Regions from separate parts of the Mus musculus genome. Here region 1 is linked to region 2. The links are chromatin contacts, called in public HiChIP or PLAC-seq maps. All regions are on one chromosome and are shown on one strand. Each heading gives the region's core, a stretch centred on a gene start, on an enhancer-like site or on the middle of the called end of the contact. The rest is flanking DNA. Distances are from core to core; before and after follow the strand shown.

Region 1 (4,901 bases), core at 793-3,292, 670 kb after region 2:
CCTCTACCTCCCAAGTGCTATGTATGTATGTATGTATGTATGTATGTATGTATTGAAGTGAAATTTTACTGCATTGCTCTAGTTGTTCTTAAACGTCTGAATTTAAACCGAGTAATCCTGTGCTTCCCAAGTTTGGGCTAGAGATGAGCTAGCTTTGAAGCGGTCTTGATTATTAGATGTCTTCTACTTGATTAAATCCCCCAGTTCCTTCTCTTCTTCTCTTTTACCACCACCCCCCCCCACCTTTTTTAATCCTTATTTGGCCCAGGCAGGCTTCAAATTAACCATGTAGCCCAGATTACCATTGAATTCATTGCCCTTATAGTGCTGAGACTTCAGGTGGATGCAACCATACCTAATATCTTAGTTACTTTTCTATTGCTGTGATAAGGCACCAAGAACAAGGCAACTGTAGAAGAAAATGTTTGATTTGGGGCTTAAATTTTCAGGGGACGAGTCAGTCCATGACTATCATGGCAGGGAACATGGAAACAGGTAGGCAAGACTGGCACTGGAGCAGTAGCTGAGAGCTCACATCTTGAGACACAACTGGGAATCATGTGAGCTTTTGAAACTTCAAAGCCCACATCCAGTAATACACCTCCTAATTCTTCTCAGTCAGTTCCGCCAATGGCGTGTGTGTGTGTGTGTGTGTGTGTGCGTGCGTGCGTGTGTGCCTGTCTGTGTGCGTGTGTGTGTGTGTGCGTGTGTGCGTGTGTGTATGTGCGTGTGTGCGCGCGCATGCGTGTGTGTGTGTGTGTGTGTGTGTGTGTGTGTGCAAAATGTTCAAGTATATGAGCCTTTGGGGGCAGGCTCATTCTCATTCAAACCATCACACCCATCTTATGGGTGTTGGGGATCAAACAGGGTTTCAAGCATGCCAGGCAAGTACTCTATAACTAGGCCACACCCCTATCCCCTAGTCCCTTTCTTTGCCATGGATGGAAATTTTCTTCTAGACATCCCATCTGTAGTTTTTAGTCTATGATTCACCTCCCAATAACCCCGCAGGTTGTGAGCTTCTGGACTTGTTTTGTTTTTTGTTAAGATTTATTTATTTATTTTATGTATATGAGTATACCATTGCTCTCTTCAGACACACCAGAAGAGGGCATCAGATCCCATTACAGATGGTTGTGAGCCACCATGTGGTTGCTGGGAATCGAACTCAGGACCTCTGGAAGAGCAGTCGGTGCTCTTAACTGCTGAGCCATCTCTCCAGCCCCCTGGACTTGTTTTATCTATGACTTGCTCCCACCCCCTACTCCCTGTTTGGCCCCTTCCATCCCTGTGTCACCTGGTATGCCAGGATTAGCCATTTCCCCTTCTCTTAGTCAACTCCAGGTCTAGCCTAACTCAATCCAACATCTTTTCCTTCTCTCCTGAAAATTAAACATTCAAGAGAACACTTTTCTGCATTTCTTTCATGATGGAAAGAATGAAGGTGTTGGGGAAGAAATGATCTGGAATTCTTTTCCTGTCTTCTAAACTTGAACTTACTCCTGAATGCCGTGTGGCAGAAGCTAAGTCACCTCGTGATAAAAACAGTAGGAAGGCACCAGGTATAGCCTACATGGCCATTGTCACTCTAGTGACATACTTCCACCAACCAGGTGTCACCTAAAGCTTCCATCACCTTCCCACACAGCACCATCAGCTGGGGACCAAGCATTCAACACATGATCCTCCAAGGGGACATTTCACATTCAAAGCCGACGCACTCCAAAGATGCTGAATAAACCAGGTTTGGTGTTATATGCCTGTGATCCCAGCAGTCTGGAGGAGGAGGTAGGAGGCAATTCAGGGTCTGAGTGTACTACGAGAAGATACTTTTCTACCTGTGACGCTGAAGAGACACCGTAACCATGGTAACCCTTATAGAGAAAAACATTTAATTGGGCCTGGCTGAGTTTCAGAGGTTGAGTCCATTATCATCATGACAGGAAGCATGACAGCATCCAGGCAGACACGGCTCTGGAAAAGGAACTGAGAGTTCTACAACTTGATCTCCACAAAGCAGAAGTAGACTGTCTGCCACACTGGGTGTAGTTTGGGCATAGGGAAACCTCAAAGCCTGCTCCCAGAGTGACACACTTCCTCCAACAAGGCCATACCTACTCCCACAAGGCCATGCCTGCTGATAGTGCCACTCCCTGTAGGCCGAGCATTCAAAGACATGAGTCTACGGGGGCCATACCTATTCAAATCACCACAGTAATAAAGGATTTGTTTTCCTAATAAAGGATTCGTTCATCCCTCTGGTAGCACACTGCTGTTTGAGTCTTTTGTGTGCATGTTTGTGTTCATGCACGTGTGTGCAGGCACATGGAGGTCAGAGGCCCACTGGAGGTATCTTCCTTTATCTCTCTTCATCAGATTTTCTGAAACAGGGTTTCTCCTGGATCTGTCGCTCACAGATGAGCTATGTGGACTAGCCAATCAGCTCCAGGATCCACTTGTCTGTCCAAACCCCCAGCACTGGGGTTAGAGACACCCCACCATGCCTGGCTTTTTATGAGGGTGCTAGGGATCTGAACTCAGGTCGTCGTGCCTACACAACAAATATTTTACACATCTGCTTAATCTCCTGTGGTTTGTATTTTCTTGATTTGTTTTGCTTTTTGAGATAGGGTCTCACTATATAGTCCAGGCTGGACTGAAACTGGGGGATATCCTCCTGTACCAGCCTTTGGGGTGCTGGAATCACAGATATGTACAACTGGCTATATTCTTTTTAAAGATAGAGAACCCCCAATGTTCTCCAAGATGGCCTTGTTTTTAAAAAAAAAGTTTTATTTTTGTGTGTATGAATGTTTGCACTGCATTTATGTAAGTGTACCATGTGTGCACAGTGCCTGTGGAGACCTAAAGTCGGTGTCAGATCCCGTGGAACTGCAGTTACAGATGGTTGTGAGTCACCATGGGAAGGCTGTGAACTGAACCAGAGTTCTCTGCAAGAGGAGCCAGTGCCCTTAACCACTGAGCTCTCTCTCCAGCCCCATGAGGTGGCCTCTTTGGCTCCTGAACAGGCTGTGTTTTCGTCCTTTCTCAGGAGAGATCACCTAACTCTTCCCTTCCCTCAATGAGCCGTTACAGGCTACTTTCTCTAGTTGTATTTTAACCCTGCTAGGCTCTAGTGGGTGAAGTGGCTTGCTTTAAAGCTTATCTCTCTCTTTCATTCCGAGGCTGGAGAGTCTATGAAGGATAAGCAGCTCCAGGGTTACAGACTTTCACAGCCTTGGCACATCCTGTTCTCCACCCACCCACTCACCCAACCACCCATCCACCCACCGACCCACACACTCAGCCATTTTACCAGCCCACATTTACTCTTATCTTCCTGTCCCATGACACCGTACCCTGGGTTAGTGTTATGTTCCTTGGCGACGTGAGAGCTAAAGTTGCATAACATTTAGTTTCTTTTGCTTTGTTCATGTCACCATTTTGCTCAATTCAGCTTCTTGGACAAGGGTTTGATTTCTAGAATACTTGGCAGAACTGCTTTGCTCCTTCCACTGCTACGTGGTTTCTGGAGATCAAACTCAGGTTACCAGACTTGGAGAGCAGCACCTTTGACCCACTGAACCAGCTCACTAGCCCCGAGGCCTCACTAAAATATTTACCTAAGACTGAGAAGCAGAAAAGCTGCTCTAAGTTCTCTGGGATTCAGGTTATTTACCTTCAGTCTAAATTCTCTCCAGGCCGCCTTTGCATACACACACACACACACACACACACACACACACACACACACACACACGTGCAAGTGTAAGACAGGATCCCAGGCTGGCCTCAAACTTCAGATCTTGGCTACCTTAGCCACCCAAATTCTGGGATGACAAGCATGTAGTATCACTCCCAGATTTTAAGACTTTTATCCTAGAGAAGTTTAATTTTTATTTATTTATTTTTACTTTCTTTTATTTCTTTTTTGGATACATTTTAAAAAGTAGAATACTTAGTCCCAGCTACTTGGAGACTGAAGTGGAAAGCTGAGATCACTAAACTTGAGACCAGCATGGACAGTATAGGGTGACTCCACCTCAGAGAGAAAACAAAAAAGCTGGGCATATCTATCTATCTATCTATCTATCTATCTATCTATCTATCTATCTATCTATCTATCTATTGCTTAGAATCTATAATCTTAGCTCATAGGAGGTTGAGACAGGAAGTCAGCCATGAGTTGCCAGACCCATCCCTCAAAAACAAACCAACAGAGCTGAAGAGATGGCTCCGGGGGACCCAGATTTGATTCACAGCAAGGGTAAGGTGGCTAAAATCCATCTGCAATTCCAAGGATCCAATATCCTCTGGTCTCTGTGGACATAGGCATGTATGTGGGTCAGACATACATGCAGGCAAAAACTTATACACATTATTAATAATAATAAACAACTAATCCAAGCAAACCCAAGTGTTAAATCTAGCAGCAGAGAGCCATACCATGACTCTAAATTCCATAAATTTCATAAATGGTATTTATTCTAGGGATGTTTTGTTTTTCAGACAGAACTTCAAATTGAATTCAGGGTCTAGGGAAGTGCTTATCCACTGAGTTACAGCCCCAGGCTGAGAAAGTGATCATATGGAAATATTTAGAAAAAAGTCACAATCCATGTCCTAGAATCCCTACAAGTTATTTGATAAAATTTAACCATCAGCCGGACGTGGTGGTGCACGCCTTTAATCCCAGCACTCGGGAGGCAGAGGCAGGCAGATTTCTGAGTTCAAGGCCAGCCAGGGCTACAGAGAGAAACCCTGTCTCGAAAAACAAAAAAATAAAAAATTAAAATATAAATAAATAAATAAACAAACAAACAAACAAATAAATAAATAAAACTTAACAGTCAAGCCGGGTATGGTGGTTTATGCCTTTAATCCTAGCACTCAGGAGGCAG
Region 2 (5,275 bases), core at 2,715-5,214:
CAGTTCTTAAACATTGAAAGAGATTTATTATTCTGAAAAGGGAATTATTACCAACATACATATGTATGTATAAAGATAATGTTTTCTGACTTTTGCTATATTTAAAACCAACTAATTTATAATGTGTCATATGATAAAAATTATTCGTTATTGTATTTATTAGGAATATCTCAATTGCTGAACATGTAATAGTTTCAGAGACTACATATATGTCTCCATGGTTGATCACTTGCTTGACTCTGCACACCCTGGCTCAGTCTCTAGCATCAAAGAAGCCTTGCTACCCAAAGTATTTTGGAAATACCTTATTGCTGATCAGTTCTGTACCCTATGACTTCAGTCAACATGAGTCTTCAAACTGATCTTACTCTGGAATTCTTCTCTGTTCTCTGACTAAACTGTGTGGCATGAAATTATAAATGAAAATATGGTGTTTTTCCACTTAAGTATCGTGTTGTTTTTAAATACACCCAGTAAGAAATAACAAATTCAGGGACTTTTTGAATGTTTAGACTCTCCACTTATCAGACTGAAACAACCATCATGTTGTAAGGACAGAGAGGAACTTTACAACCTTGACATTTGAAGATCACAAAATGAAATGGGGGCATGTAGAAAATTACCATTTGCAGTCTCATTTTTATCTCTTGTCAAAAAGCCAAAAGGAAGCCAGCCTTTGAAATGTTCGAAATGCCTTTTTTGATCCTAACGGCTGTCACGCCGCCTCTAAAGCGCCAATGTCTTTCTCTTTTTTTTGCACAGAATCCCAATGCTCACCCGAGACCCACTTCCCAGGACTTGGCGGGGTTTTGGGACATGCTGCAGTTGTCCATAGAGAATATTAGTATGAAATTTGATGAACTTCATCAGCTAAAGGCCAATAATTGGAAACAGATGGATCCTCTTGACAAGAAGGTAGAACAATGTAGATTTTGTATGGTCCATTTAAAACCCTGCACAAACGCTGGACAGTCTAAATAGGCTGCTGCATTCAGTCCTGCTGTTCACAATGTGAAATGGAGCCGGTACTGTGTCATCTCATTGTAATGACAATGTTTACATACTAATCACTCGGGATAGTATCTGTAATGTGTCTCAGGCATATTTTTGAAGAAAAACCTGTCTTTGTGAATTGGGAAACGGGAATGTGGCTTTTCTTTACCTTTTTCTTTCTCTTTCTTTCTTCCTTTACTTTTCTTTCATTTCTTTCTTTCTCTCTCTCTCTCTCTTTCTTTCTTTCTTTCTTTCTTTCTTTCTTTTTTTCCTTTTCCAGTTAAATTAAACTTTAAGCTAAACCAGTTAGACACTGGGAGGGACTGCCTCCAGTTATGCTTTCTAAACTAAAATAAATGATTTCTTCAGTGCATGATTCCATAGAGCAAGAGTTGAACTTCCTCACATCCTCAGGATGGGTTTCTCAGAAACAGTAGGAAGCCCTAAGAAGTAACAGACTGACAGTTACCTCAGAAATACATAACGAAGAAGTCACTGATGCTCGAGTCTCGGATGCTTTCATTGAGAGACTTACAGTCATCAGAAGCGCTGGGATTTTTTTTTTTTTCTAACTTATACTTTTGATTGACTGCCTGGGGGTGGGGGAAGACACTGTTCCCTGGGATCCTCATGCAACAGTTTAGAAATAAAGACTCGAGTTCTTTTAATTAATCAATAATAATTTCCTATTTGATCACTGTGGCCCCACCACGCTTTTACAAATCTCTAATGTCCAACCACCCAGGCTGATCGGTCCTGGGTGACTCTCTAAGTAAGTTTTGTGCTTCTGTGATCTGAGGTCAAATATTTCCAAGAAATACCTCCAAACACAGGGAGGGCTATTCCCTCAGAGCAGGGAGAACTCTGTCCTTCTGAGTCTCCTGATGTAAAGAGCTAACAGCAACCCACTGTTGCTCATCATTTCTAAGTGTGTGGGGGTGAGTGGACACCCAGGACAAACCCAGTCCCAAGGGACCGTCTCTAAGGAGGGCAAATTCTGTGTCCCCACCATCACCATCTCCAAGTCTATGACCATCCAACTGAGGGGTTTAGAACCGAACTTGAGGGTCTATTGATGTCTGTGTGGCCTCTCGTTTGGGAAGCCAAGCATTGCGCTTTATCTAGTTTTCTTTACGTGTGCAACTATCTGCTGTCAAGGCTTTTTAATCGGTCTTAAAAGTATCCACAAATGTACACATGCTGGAAGTTTAGTACCGCTCCATTTAATTTCTCACCTATTGATTCTCTAACACTATTGTTATAATAATAATAACAATAACAATAATAAAGTGTGCAAAGAAAGAAAATTGACTAAAAAGTTTCCAATATTCATACTTTAAAAAATATCCACCAGTTACCCCACAATGAAGACATTAAAGTAATGCAAAGAAATTGGTACATGTGACTTGCTGGTATGTGACCTAACAATAAACAATTAGCTTAGTGCTTAAGCTTTTTAAAATGCAGTTTAGCTATAACCAGCTGTTTGTCAGCTTGTCAGCTTGACATGACGATTTGCACTGTGTTAGCCCTTTCTGTCCTTTCTGAAGCACAGGCGTGTGCTTTTTTTAAACATCCATGGGTCGAGTCATGGTGTTCATTTTACTTCGCCCTTCTCCCTGGTGAGCATGGAGGAGCTGCTGTAAGTTGGAGACTCAGTCCCTTTGTGATAAACTTCACATTGGATTTCATAAGAATGCAGGGTCTTCTTTTTCAAATCGACCTGTGTGCACCTTTTCACGGCCTGCAAGCTCAACACCTACCTCCTAACAGCTTCCTTTTGCTTTCTTTCCCGATGTCCAGTTACCATGCCTTACAGCAAGAGCAGTTATACTTTTCAGTAGAATAGAAAAAGATCTAAAAATCGGTTTCAGAGATTGCTGATAAGAGGGACAGCCTTTTCCAGACCTCCGCTCAACTTTTGGGCCACCACAAGCAAGCTGAGGTCCTCCCCAGAGTAGGAAATGCCAGAGTCTCCCTTCCCTGTACAGTCCATGGCGATGTGTTCCCATGTGGTGTTCAAAAGGGGTGTAACTCCGGGTGGCACCATCGAAGCCGAGAAACAATCTTATAATCTCATCTGGCTGCTTAGGAGTGGAGGAAGGGGGAGCGTGGTGGGCCCAGAGAGAGGGTGGACAGGGTTTTAGCCTTTAACCCAAGCTCCTACCTGATGCAGAGTTCTAAATAATTCTGTAGCCGTTGAGCTCTCCTGGTCCATCCCTAGCACCAGGAAGAGTCTGGAGGATGCTGAGAGAACCACCTTCACTGTGAGGATCAGGGGTCCATTTGCAGGGGTGCATTTTAAATGCCCACATCCTGCCATGGAAAGACCTAATTCCGCAATTCAGCGTTACCCTCGGCCCTAAGCGTAAAATATTACGTTTTCCCTGCATCTTTTTAATACCCAAACCAGAACAAAGAAGAGAAATCATATTAACAATGTGCAGATCAGAACTAACCATCCTTAGGTTTACAAAAAGCAGAAGTGTGTATGTGTGCGTGCACGCGCGCGTGTGTGTTCAAACTACTGACCTATCCCAGTCTTTCCCAAGCTTGTCCTGAGAATCTGTGTAATGTCCTGAACCTTCTGCTTTGATCAGGAGCGAAGGGCCCCTCCTCCAGTGCCAAAGAAGCCGGCGAAGGGCCCCGCGCCGCTGATCCGGGAGCGCTCGCTGGAGAGCTCGCAGCGCCAGGAGGCCCGCAAGCGCCTGATGGCCGCCAAGCGCGCCGCGTCGGTCCGCCAGAACTCGGCCACCGAGAGCGCCGAGAGCATCGAGATCTACATCCCCGAGGCGCAGACCCGGCTCTGAACGCCGCCGAGGACCGTCCCGCATCCCTGCCCTCGGCCACCTCCCCGCCCCCTCCGTCTCTGAGCTCAGTGACAGCCACCGCCGTGGCGTAGTTGTCCACCTCGCAGGAGCCGTCCCCAGGCCGCCCCGCTTCCTGGACCACTTTGCCCATCTTCTCCACCGAGCTTCGCTCCCCCCGTCCTGAAGCCTCATGCAGACATCCAAACCCTTTATTTTCTGGGCCAAGCAAACCCACCTATGTAGAAAACGACACCTGTAGGTCACTCACATCCTCCTCAGTTCTCTCAAGCTAGTGTGTCCCTAGAATTCAGCAATATAAAACCATAGGGTATTTCAGAAACCCAGTATCACATAGGGTGATCCTTTGGGACTTACCGTCTTCCATGTGAAAGAAACGAGGGCTCCAACTCCCTTTATTTGCCCCCAAACAGTTACTTTTTACAAACAGAGAGCGCTTTATTTCTAATCTCAGAAATCACACCATCTCATTGGAATCAAGGTGACAGAGTGGGGACCAAGTTGGCCTAGGGTTGGGGGGCCTGGGTGTGTAAGAGAGAAGGGCGGAGTGCGCAGGTACCTGCATCTGTGCCCTCCCTCGCAGCTGTACAAACTGCCTCACTGGTACTTCATCAACCAAGCTTCAAATGTTTCAATCAGCAGAAGATTGTAAATTCGATCTTTCAGGGAAATCAATCTATTCTGAAAGGCAATAAAAGGAAGAAAGTTAAGGCAAAAGGGAAATAAATACCGGTGGGTTAAGATCCTCTGTAAGGAATCCATTTATTTACCTTAAGAAAATTTAGAACTGAAATGTGTTTTTTTTTTAAATCAACTTTTCTTGTACTCTATGTATTATAATGTCATGGCAATGGTTTTTAAATGGGAGGGTGGGAAAGAGTTGGTTCTGTCAGTTTAGTGTCCATCCTGGTGGGGCCACTTAAGGTTTCACACACGGAAGAACGTTTCTGCTTCTGAGGGGCGGCAAGGACAATGCCAGAGGAGAGTTCGGGTTCTCCGCCACCCTTTGAATGCCACACCTGTCTAGTTCACATTTCCCGGGGGCGTTTTCTCCTTTGGTTTCCTTTCACTCCAATACAGAGTTCACCTGTTCCCCAGCACAGGATTTTGTTCTATGTCAAATGAATAAAATAAAAGGTTTTCTACCCCAGTTGACACGCTGCCTCATTCCCAAGAGCTGTCGTTGTGATCCTGAAGTTCCAGGTAGTGAGAGAAGTCATTTGAGACGCAGGGGTCAAGAACAAGGAGGCGGCAGGGCAGGCGGCATTCATAAACGCTGATAGAAAGCCAAATCTTTGGGTGGATTCCAGGCTGGTTGTTGGCTTGCAATTTAGTCGTCATTGATGGGCTGTGTGTCCTAGCTTCCAGCTGAAGTCTTCAAATGCCCTTTACTTGCAGCAGTTTAAACATTCAGAATGTGGCTATCTGAAAAGATCAGCTGGCAACCTAAAGAA

What was found. HiChIP or PLAC-seq counts read pairs in DNA pulled down with a chosen protein or histone mark.
Region 1: an H3K27ac HiChIP or PLAC-seq map of microglia shows a contact between it and region 2, with 4 times the contacts expected there. The contact joins two enhancer-like sites. A contact is called at or near these places in 2 of 115 datasets of contacts at active chromatin or transcription factors (bone marrow-derived macrophages and microglia).

The regions. Positions count from the first base shown.
Region 1 is chr17:71,487,854-71,492,754 of GRCm38.p6, forward strand. No RefSeq gene overlaps it. Among named protein-coding and RNA genes, the nearest start is that of Smchd1, 15 kb to the left of the region's middle. Within about 2 kb of position 2,043, at least 57 of the 459 cell types and tissues checked have an H3K27ac peak or open chromatin away from gene starts, as enhancers often do. A contact at or near this core is called in bone marrow-derived macrophages and microglia, where this site is marked.
Region 2 is chr17:70,814,432-70,819,706 of GRCm38.p6, forward strand. Dlgap1 (DLG associated protein 1) reads left to right here. Exons shown (of 12, transcript NM_177639.6): 11 at 763-915; 12 at 3,594-5,275. The coding sequence ends at 3,803. Among named protein-coding and RNA genes, the nearest start is that of Gm41609, 11 kb to the left of the region's middle. Within about 2 kb of position 3,965, at least 58 of the 459 cell types and tissues checked have an H3K27ac peak or open chromatin away from gene starts, as enhancers often do. A contact at or near this core is called in bone marrow-derived macrophages and microglia, where this site is marked.